Linked DNA regions of Hordeum vulgare: region 2 is linked to region 1. A link is a contact called in public Hi-C data. All regions are on one chromosome and are shown on one strand. The core of a region is the stretch at or near the end of the contact, and the rest is flanking DNA. Distances in the headings are between cores, read along the strand shown. Region 1 holds the start of LOC123412220. Region 2 has its middle 66 kb from the start of LOC123412221.

Evidence for each region. Hi-C and Micro-C count contacts between places; a contact is called where the count stands out from the background.
Region 2: a Hi-C map of leaf shows a contact between it and region 1, with 2.1 times the contacts expected there. The contact joins the enhancer-like site here to the promoter of LOC123412220 in region 1. A contact is called at or near these places in 2 of 6 Hi-C or Micro-C datasets (leaf and seedling).

The regions. Positions count from the first base shown.
Region 1 is chr7H:569,962,265-569,967,651 of MorexV3_pseudomolecules_assembly, forward strand. LOC123412220 reads right to left here and starts at 3,630. Exons shown (of 2, transcript XM_045105162.1): 1 at 2,238-3,630; 2 at 1,417-2,116. The coding sequence starts at 2,632. The coding sequence ends at 1,858. LOC123412221 (a long non-coding RNA gene) reads left to right here and starts at 3,983. Exons shown (of 3, transcript XR_006613450.1): 1 at 3,983-4,025; 2 at 4,242-4,350; 3 at 4,436-4,591.
Region 2 is chr7H:570,029,407-570,035,392 of MorexV3_pseudomolecules_assembly, forward strand. No RefSeq gene overlaps it. Among protein-coding and RNA genes, the nearest start is that of LOC123412221, 66 kb to the left of the region's middle. Within about 2 kb of position 4,350, at least 1 of the 3 cell types and tissues checked has open chromatin away from gene starts, as enhancers often do. A contact at or near this core is called in leaf, where this site is marked.

The DNA.
Region 1 (5,387 bases), core at 2,380-4,879:
AGTTTCGTACGGATCGAACATGGATGTAGTCCACACAACCAAACAATGCGTTTTTCCTCCCACGAGGTTTGATTGACCAAATACGAGCAACCAAACACATTATTAGAGTCGACACGCATGCTTGCGTACTGATCTTTTCCTCCTCCGTTTCTGGAAGAAAGAACAGTGAACAGACACTCATACTCCCTCCTCCTTTTCCCTGACGTGACAACGCGGACGCGCGCACAATCAACCGCCGAGCTCACTCTCTCCGAAACCATTCCCACACGCGAAAGATGCAGTGCCGGCATCGTGTAGTACCAACTGACGAACACGCTCCCTCCCCCTCTCAAACACTGTACTACTCCAGTACTGTACTCCAGCAGATTGATTACGAGTTAGTAATTAATCGGACGAAAGCGGCCGGAGCAGGGAACGGATAAGGCCTCCAGCGCAAACGTACACCCGTTTCCTCTTCCTCTGCTAATCGTAATCGTTATCACCATCCCCGGGCGGCTATCATCATCCCCAAAGCTTATCCCTTCCATACCACTTTTGACATCCTTGTCCGTTGTCCCCCCTCCCCTATCCTATCTCTCCGCACGTCACGTCGCTGCCGCTATTAATTTGGCCTTGTCGCCTTGACCTTTTTAACACACGTTTAATCCTTGTTCCGGGGGGTTGAAGAGGTTTGAAGAAGATTGAGGAGGAATTTGACTTACAGGACCTAATGTTGTAGCAAATTCACCCTAGCTATGTGATGGATGGTGATTGTTTTCTGCTTGGTGTGGGCTGGATGGTGAAGGCTACAAGGATTTTCAAAAGATATATTTAGAGTCCTGTAACGTTTAGAATTTTTGGTATATACAAACCAGCTGCTTGATTCTTAATAGGATCAACGGATTTTCTTTTGCGTGTAACATAGGATGGAATTCTTCATAAAATTTGCATACTGATTTCTTCATACTATATTTGATCACTCAAACCACCTGAAAACAATCCATCGAAGAGACCCTAAAACGAGTCCAGGAACCCTTCGCCGATATTGTATCATTTTTGGCTAAAGTACATCTATATGTATCATAAGTATTCGCATAACTAAGTCTTACACCAAGATTCGTGTCAGTATTTATCTTTTTAGTTTTTTTTTCCTTAGGCACACCCATATTGTATTTTAAGAAAAAGAAGTACTACCAATAGCACCACTTTACCAACCATAATACACACATAGGTAGAAAAATAATAATGGTGCTTGCCAAGTCTTTTTTTTTTTTTTGCGAAATGGTGCTTGCCAAGTGTTAGTAGGAGTACTCTCAATTATGAACTGTATTATAGCAACACATAATTTGCAATGCACTCAAGAGCAACATCCTAGAGATAGATTTAGAACTCCTGTCAATGATATGGATGTATACCTTGGCGCTATATATACTAGCATTGAAAAGGTTAATCAGGCTAGCTTGTCTCAATTGAGATATTTGTATATTTCAACTGGCATATATAGCTTGTTTTGTAGGCTAGGATCGACGACACATGCACCATGTTTGGTGCTCTCTCTCCCTCTTTTTGCATGTCAAATGCAACTACTAGCATCTAGTAAAAGAATTAAGAAAAACCTAAGCTCTAGGCGGCCATTGTTGTTGATGTGAGCCGAGATGAGCGAGATCCCGGACTATTACAAAGTGGGATCCATCCATCCATCCATCCATCCATCTTGTCTCTCTCCTCCCTAGTAGAGTAGTTTCCATTACTAATTCCCTTTGCAACTTGCATGCATAAATATGCATGTGTTTTTCTCTTTTCGATCGGTCGATCAATCTGATCTCATCGGTGCACGTAGGTACGTACGTACGTACGCGTTCCGGGATCGGTTGATGATCAGCCGCCGCCGCCGTTGATGACGCCGTCGTTGCCGATGTTGAAGGACGGCTCGGGCGGCTGGAAGGGCGGCAGCGCGGTGAGCGAGGTGGAGGAGACCCGCCGGATGGAGCAGCAGCGCAGGATCCGGCGGCGCTTGTTGAAGGGGTTCTCCGGCTTGGCCAGCACGTCCTTGCTGCTGGTGGTGCCGGCGACCGCCACGTCCTGCAGGTTCGCGAACGACCGCGACTTGCCGGAGAAGAAGCTCGACAGGCCCCGCCTGCCAAATCAGGACGGCTCCGCGGATCAATCCACCGGCCGAACCGAGAAGACAATCCGCCCTTCTTGCGATTATTGCAAGAAATGGTGGATGATTAAGGGAAGTGAAGTTGGTTGATTACTTGACGGGGAGGGCGTCGTCGAGGGCGTCGAGGCTCGCGAGCCCGCCGGCGCTCTTCTTCGTCCTCCGCTGCCACGGCGGCGTCTCCCTGGCGCTCTCCGCCTCCTCCCCTTCCTCCTCGTCCCCCTCGGAGACGGGGCCAATGGAGGAGCGCTCGTTTTCGGCCTCCCTTTCCTCCTCTTCCTCCACCGTCTCCAGCACGAACAGCCCGTGGCCCTCACCGACACCGCCAAGCCGCCTCCCCTGCTGCACCTCCTCCTCGTCCTCGTCCTCCTCATGGTAGTGCACGACGTCCTTCCTCTTCCTCGCGCCGCCACCGCACATCCCGTACGGCACCGCCGGGGAAGGAGCCACTGGCGAGGGCCTCACGGCGGCCGCCGCAGCCACAAGGGACATCGCGTCCGGCCGTGAAGGGTGATGCAGCTGCTCTCATCAATGGCGCCCGCAGGCCTCGGCGCGCGGCTCAGACGCCCATGGCCTCGGCCACCATTGGAGCTGCTATTATTGCTCTCGTCGCGATGGTTGGGAGGACAGAAGGAGAGGATGGGTAGCGGCGCGGGGGCGTATATAGGGCCGGGGGAGGAGAGGAGAGGAGACGGGTGGTCAGGGACGCGTGGAGGGGGGGACGTGTCGGAAGCGGCGAGGGTGACGGGCGCGCCGGACAGCGGAGGCTGCATGCACGCCAACACGTTTTAGCTTACCCTTTGGCGTGCACTGTGCCCATGCCCCCATCCCCATATATGGCTGCCGCGGCTTTTGTTTTGGCCTAATCAAAGCTTATCGGCAACCATGGATGGGTCTTTCTCTTCTTGTATTTTCCCGCTCATCTTCGTCAACTTTTCCGGGAAATTCTCTGTCAATTTCAACAATATTAGCCGGCATCGAGCAGGGAAGTTCCTACTGAATGATTAAAAGCACATTTTTTCCAAAGAAAATATGCCTCAAATTAAGGGCAGTCCCAATGCCACTCACCGTAGCAAGTTCACGTGGGCCACTATCGTTATGTTTGCATTCGGGCCTGAAGACAAATCCTTATGCTTTAGGCCTCACCCATTTGTTTTCGTGCTTATGTAATGGTTATTTGTCACTAGTAAAAAACGGATCTTATGTTTGAATCATTAGTTTTGATTTGATTTCGGTCCGGGATTAATGTAATTATTAGTTTCGATTTCAACGGCTAGAAACGATCGGGGCACGGACATTTTTAGTCCCGGTTCATTTTGTACCTATAGCCCTGGTTTGTGATACAAATCGGGACTAAAGGTATGGTGGCAGGCGGGGTCTCCGGAGATCATTTAGTCCCTACTTGTATAACAAATCGGTTTCCGTCCCCGTCGTAACCACCATCGATCACCCGCACCGTCCCGTCGCTGCCATTACCTTGGTGATCCTCTTGTTCTTATCATTTTTATTAAAAATTTTATTTGTATGATTTAGATAGTTTTCTTACTTGTATGATTGTTTGTTATACATAGTGTCATGGTCTTGATATCCGTCTCCGTCGGCCCTTGTCCGACTTATGATTTGGATGCCGTATATTCTCTTTTATAACTATTTGTTGCATTTGGCGTTTATGACAATTATGCTCATCAAGTTGATATAGATATTTTTATCTAGGAGGTATGTGAACCGAATGGCAACCGACCCTCTTGTCGAGAAGTTAAATTTAGTTGAAAAAGAAAACGAGTATCTGAAAGAAAAATTGAAAAGAATTGAAGAAGAGAAGATGAAACTGGAGTTGTATGTCGTCGATGGTCACAAGATCAAGATGAATGCAATGCGCTTGAAGGTTAGAAAGATTAGAAAATATGTCATTAATAAAGAAGCTTGGTATCACTATGTTGTTGGATCAATTGTTACCTTAGTTGTGATCTTGATCGCATTTGTTGTTGCATTTAAATGCTTTAGCTAGGTACTCTGGTATGTTGTTTTATGAGAATAAGTGTGTATGAAATTTATGTATGAACTTGTATTAATTTGGTCTTTTCGGTCTTGTGTAATGAAGATGAACCGGCAATGGATGTATGATGACCGGTGCTCTCCCTAGTTCATTAATGGCTGTGCGGCCGAGGCAAACTAGCGAGATGGTTTTATGTGTTGTCCATGTGCTATGTGTAAGAATGATAGAACTTACTCTAAGTGAAGAGTCATTCACGTCCACCTGTTTACGTTCGGTTTCATTTTCGGCTATAATTGTAGGACCAAGCACGGAGAAAGTGGGGTTCTAATGGAAGAGAATGAAGAAGAAGAAGAGGATGATGCCAACTATCATGTGTTCTCTGAATACGATGGTACTACAATGGGGGAAGAAGCTAAAGAAGAGGCACCAGATGAGCCCGTTGATGATCTTGGTCGGGCCATTGCTAATGCAAAGAAAAACTGCGCAAGTGAAAAGAAGAAGTTGAAGTTGCAGCGCATGTTAGAGGATCACAAGAAATTGTTGTACCCAAATTGCAAAGATGGCAAGAAGAAGCTGGGTACCACACTAGAATTGTTGCAATGGAAGGCAGAGAATGGTGTATCTCACAAGGGGTTTGAAAAGTTGCTGAAAATGATAAAGAAGATGCTTCCAAAGGACAACGAATTGTCCGACAGTACGTACGAAGCCAAGAAGGCTATCTGTCCTATAGGATTAGAGGTGCAGAAGATACATGCATGCCCTAATGACTGCATCCTCTACCACGGTGAGGAGTACAAGAATTTGAATGCATATCCGACAGACGGTGTGTTGCATTCACTTTATGTGTGTGTGTGAATTCACTGTATAGGACAAAATGATATAGCAATTTTTTTCATTGCTTATTTGTGATTGCTGCCGAGCGATTTGCTGCTTGGAGTAACCATGACAGTGTGTTTTTTGCCTATGAGAGAAACAAGTTCAGATGGCATGATGCCGATCTGACTCCTTGTGAAAGTCGGTGACAAGTCCCCGACGATCGCCCGCGAGGAGTCCCCGACGATTGCCGGTGGAGTCCCCGACGATCTCCGGTGAGGAGTCCCCGATGATCGCCGAAGGAGTCCCCGACAATCGCCGGTGAGGAGTCCTCAACGATCGCCGAAGGAGTCCTCGATGATCGTCGGTGAGGATTCCCTGACGATCACCGGAGATCGAGGAGTCCCCGACGATCGCCAGAGAATGATGATAATAATA
Region 2 (5,986 bases), core at 3,100-5,599, 68 kb after region 1:
TGTCGGTCGTCCACTCATCCGACATAGATCACATTGATGAGTGGCGACCTTCCCTCTTATATAGAGGTCTGCTTGAATGTAGTTGTCGAGGCCAAAATCCTTGATTGCTATCGATTCGATTAGGTCTCGTATTCTTGTTGGTGGGAAATACCATTCTTCCGTGAATTATTTTTGTCGATTAGAGTACGAATATGTAAATACTTTCGATTTCAATCTCCTCAAGCTACAATGTTTAAGTGTTGCGTGGATCGGGGGCAATTACCACTAGGCTCGTGACACAATGGTGTGTCCTAAAATATACAATGTTTCTTTGTCGAGAAACATTAAACTGGACACAAGTTGTACACACATAATTTAGATATATAATGCTCATGTCACCATATAATCGTGGACATTCCTAGCCCCCACACATGCTAAGAATAGACTGAGGCTTACGTGGCTCACTTTTTTAAGAGATGGTAAGAGAATTTTGTTCCATATGCATAGGGTTACAATCGAGAGGTAATAACTCCTCAACACAAGGTGAACCTCTATCAAGCCATACAGCAGTAGTGCTCTTTGTATGGCTATACAATGTCAACCGATGTGCTACCCAATTTTGATCACGCTTAATTTTTAAAGGAATAAACTCTAGCTCAACCATGTGATGCCGAATCTCCGCTACCAAGTGTTCATATGCTGATCTGGTAAGACTCTTCCTGGTCATAGCCGTCAGTGCCACTGAGGAGTCCGACTGAACGATGATAGAAAGGGTACAGTGTTGGACAGCTAACGCCATACCTTGGATTATTGCATGTAGTTTCGCCTCCAACACCTCATTACAGTTAAATATGCATCTATAGGCCACAAATATTACACTCCAATCCTGCCTTCGCAGTATCATCCCAGCCGCCATTGATCCATCAGAGTGTAGGAACGCTCCATCAACTGATAGAGCTGCTCGGTCAGCAAGTGGACGCGGCCACTGCAATGGTCTGCCCGATCTATGCTGCTTGACGGCCAAATCCTGAATCATTGACATCTTTCCTTTGATAATTTCTTCTGTAGAGAACCTCCTGCACATATTCAACGAGTTCATATAGCTTTGGATATAATCGGCCGTTGTAAAAATATTCAACAAACTTTCCCATGCGCTAAATCTGATTGCAAGGGCCATATTCTCCAAAGCAACATAATTGTGCAGTCACGCATGCTGTCATCACAATTTGCAAGGATGTTGAGGAGCCAATCCTTTCCGGTATACTGAAGCAACTCTTGGTTCGGTAATCTCCACATAGTATGCATCTATGTCCAAACCCCTCTTGCATGCTCCTAGGATACCAAGGCATGGAAACTAGTTTCCTTCTCCCTCCGGCACAATGGACAACCATCTCGGGTAGAGATATGCCTATATTTTTTGCATGCATTTGTTGCAAGGGCTCCAAAGACACCTTTCTCGTCCATTATCCTCACTTTAAGAGGAACTTGTGCACTCCAAATCCGCTGCCAAATAATGTGGCCACCTAATGTGTCATACTTGGTCTGGTCTCAAGGGAGAGTACTCTCTCCTCTTCGATTTATATGGCTCAACTCAAAAATCTCATGAACCATAGTAGATGATGACTGGTGAAATAATTTTAATACTTTACAAAAATATTCAATTAATGTGTTCTTTTTTCACAAACAATTGTGGTTTACCAATGCATTAATTGCTATACATGCATGCATGACCAATAAATAGCTAGTAAAACTCCTGCATGCATTTGTGAGTTTTCTATTAATCCTCGCATGCAGAGATTTAATGCACCTTGATATCTGAGCATGTGATGAAAAGCAATAGAAATGAGACTTATAAAACAAAAAAACAAAAGTTTTAAGATAAGTCTTATACTCCCTCCATCACAGTTTATAAAGCATGTACGTATATCTAGGTTGTCAATTTGACCAACTTAATGAGAGACATATATTACAAAAAATATATCATTAAAAACTTTAGATATTCTATTTTGTAATGATATAATTTTTATGTTAAACAATATATTTTATATAAGTTAAATTGACGACCTAGATACACGTGCACGCCTTATAAACTGTGACGGAGGGAGTAAACCGAATAGGAGGTTTTAAGATAAGCCCTATAAGATGAGCCATATAAAACGGAAAAACGGAAGTTCTTTAAATACGAAAAATGTTCTGAATTTTCAAATATTGTTCTTTAAATACGAAAAATGTCTTTTCTTTTTAAAAATGTGTTCTCAGTTTCAATTAGTTGCTGTTTTTCAAAACATTCAAAACTTCAAAAACTGTTCGTGATTTTCAAATAATGTTCTGGATTTTCGAAAATTGTTCTTCAAATTGGAAAAATGTTTTTGCTGTTTTAGAAAAATGTTCTAAATTTCGAATAGTTGCCATTTTTAAAAACATTCATAACTTCAAAAAGTGTTTGGGATTTTCCAAAAATATTTGGTGTTTGGAAAAAATGATCGGTATTTTCAAAAAATGTTCTGTAATTTATAAAAAAAAACTCGAAATAGCAATATTGTTTTTCCAGTTTTTAACTAGGTTTGTGTTCAAAATTGTTCTTGCCTTTAAAAAAGGTTCCAAATTTCAAAAAATTGCCATTTTTCCAACATTATTCATAAATTCAAAATATATTCTGGATTTTCAAAGAAAATTCTTCAAATTTGGAATTTTTTTGCTTCCAATTCGAAAAGAAAAGTAAAAAAGAAAGAAAATGTGAACCAAAAAAGAAAAAAGAAAGGAAATAAGCAGAAAAAGGAAAAAAGAACAGAAAAAATGAAAAAAGAATAATTTCAGATTTTCTTAAGACAAAAAACAATCTGGGTCGGACGAGTGGGACGACCCCTATGCGCCCGCTCGGCAGTCGGCCACAACGAGCGGTCCATAAGAGGTCCCCCTCAAACCCTCGTCAAACGGTCGGGCAGGCCGCCCGGTTACTGGTGAGTCACAAAAATTCAACGCAGACGGGCCTCTTAAACCGGTCTTAAATGTCCGGACTAACCGGCATCCCCCATTTCTAGCCCAAATATAGGGCAGATACGGAGGAGCCCGGGCGCGCCCGAGCACGCCTGCGTGGCCCGCACTAGCACACATCTACCCCACGTATATTGGTCTCCATCCGCTCGTCGGATCAAACCCTAGACACTTCACTCCACTCCCCTCCACTCCCATCCGTCAGCCAAGCTCACCTCCGGCATGGCGGGCAGCTGATCCGAGTCCTTCACCTCCAGATCCGTCAACCACAAGCTCGTCCCATGCGGCCTCGAGGAGGAGATGGTCGTCCGGCTTGCGCTCCGCCGCTCCCGGGAGACGGTCGCACCACGGCAACCCTCGGACTCGCAACGCCGGGAACCTATTGCTTCCGCACAACCGTTGCTTGGATCCGGCGTTGCTGCCTCATTGGAGGTGGTGCGATCTGTCTGGCATTCGAACGTCGTGGCGGAAGCACGACTCCTCTGTTGGCACGCTGAGCACGAAGCATGGCCGACGTCGAACGATGTCTTGGCGCGACGTGCTTGTCGGGCGAGGCAGCGGGCATGGGATGCGGCGGAGGCCCTCGCGGCGGAGGATGTTGGAGAGGCGAAGTCACACTCTCCAGCATCCTTATGTTGCATGGATGCGGGCACCGCAACCACGTTGTGGTGGACGTCGGCTCCTCCCAGGAAGGATCTGTCATCGACCTCATGTCGACTAGCATCGTCCGGGTTCCGGGCTCCAACGAGGAAGAGTAGGGCATGGGAGACGACGACAGCTCGACTCTCGTGAGCCGGCTAGTGTCCCATGTCCCGCTCTACCTCGTCGGTCGGCAACCGGACCGACACTATGAGGGACGCAGCCAGCCATCCGACATGAACACGTCGGAGCCGGTCGAGCTCCGCTTAATATTAGGTTTACATTGCATGTAATAGTATGGATTTAAGATTTTTAATTTGAGATATTCGAATGCTAAATGCATTATTTGAGGCGTAACCGATAAATGTCCGCATCCAACACATCCGTGGACGTTTGAAGGGCCGGATTTAAGGGATCCGGTTGTAGATGCTGTCACTCACGCGCCCAGCCGCGAGCCAGACCTGAATTCCCGTAAAAATATTTCGAAAATGTGTAGATGTGTTTTACACCGCTACATAGTCAATGTCCCATATATTCGCTCGGTCGGCGTTCTGTCTTTTTCTTCTTCTTATTCTTATCGCCAAGCCGGTACGCACACCTTCGCTAATGCTTTTACTTCCCCATCGCTTTCGTGATCTTCTACGTCTAGATTTTCCATGGGTTGGCCTACGTGTTGCCAGATAGGCTTGGCTAGCTTATCGATGACGCCTGCGGGCATGACGAGGCGGCGAGCCTGGAATCTGCTTCTCCGAGAAAATTATTATCTCTGATCATCTGATCAAATTAAGAGGCTACACTTGTCACGGCGTATCTTCGGTCAGATCCTCGCGACGAATTGCTCTGTCATGGTCGATGTTACACACGCGATATAGAATTATGTTATTATTACGCTATTCAGTCAGCAGTAGACTATATACTGGACTATTGGTCCTTATCGGAAAAAATGACAGACAATTCGAATGAAGGCGAGATGGACATTAATTATGAGATTGATCGATTCATTCACAGCGACCCAGCACCAAACAAACTGGGCATACTAAAATGCGGTGTGCTATTTTAATTTATTTTACATGAAGATTATTCGGTAGAGTTATATGACAAGGATCAACGGCGTCGAGCCGTCGACGGAAGAGGAGCCTGCTGCTGCTGCTGCTGCTTATTAGAGCTGCCGGTAATGTGATTCCATCAGTTTTGTAAGAAGGAATCAGCTGGTTCAGAGCACGACGCGGCCATCCCTCCTACAGCGGGTACTATATAAAGCGATGAGAGTACTGGTGCTACTGTTTATACGTATGAAAAGGACAGAAATGGATACATCGACAAAATTTACGTTGTTGAATCCGGAATGATTTAGCGTGGAGAAAAGGTATGACCTTTTGTAGCTATATATAAACTAGAGTAGCCATACCAAAGCAATTCCATGACCAGTCTTTGCTAATTGGTACTATTTGCTAGTATGTATATATATGCTCCCTCAAACACCACCAACATCTTGAGTTGCTTCTCAAAATGGAAAAGTCTGACTCGGAAGAGCACAATCTGAGCTCCACTGTTAAGTATATTGATTAGTTAGAGCATCTTCAATAGGTGTTCTATATATATAAATAACTAACTTATACAACATTTAGGTCCACAAAAATGCTCCAACAGGTGTTGTATATATAAAAAAAAATACAACACCAGCTTCATGTGTTGTAAAAATTTGACATTGGTGTTACAACTATACAACACAAAGGCTAGGTGTTGTAAAACGGCCAGCCGCGCGCCAATCCCCAACCACTCTTTCGTTTCGTTCCCCGCGCCCGCCAGCCGTTGCCCGAACTCACCGCCGGCCAGATCCGCCGCCTCACGACCACGCCGACCACCACCGAGCCCGCCATGACTTTGCCGACCCGTTCCCGGCCGCCTTTCTTGTCGGCGCGCCGCCGCGAGCAGCCCGATTTGGTTTCGGCCGCCGGCCAAATTCACGGCGGTCAGAGCTTCTCGAGCGGATGCAGCTAGCCGAGGCGATGGGGTAGGCTTCTATCGTGGTCGTGTAGTCGTCGCTACCCAACGGCTCGCGGCGCAGGTGCCGCCGCCGCCCTCCACCCGACGGCTCCCCCTCCTTGGTGAAGTGGCCGCCCCCGCCTGCTCCGCTCTGCTCCGTCGCTGGCTGCTCCGCTCCATCGCCACCTGACTGCTCCCGGCTGCTGACCGCTCCGCCGCCCGGCTGCTCACCCGCCGTTCGACAAAATTCCCGAAGGTAAAAATAGATGAACTCGAGCTTTTTTGTTGGATGCAAAGTAGTTTACCGTTGATTTTTCCACATTGTAGATGAGCTTGTGTGGCTCCTCTTACGTGGACAATTGCTCATCATCATCGGATGATGAATTTG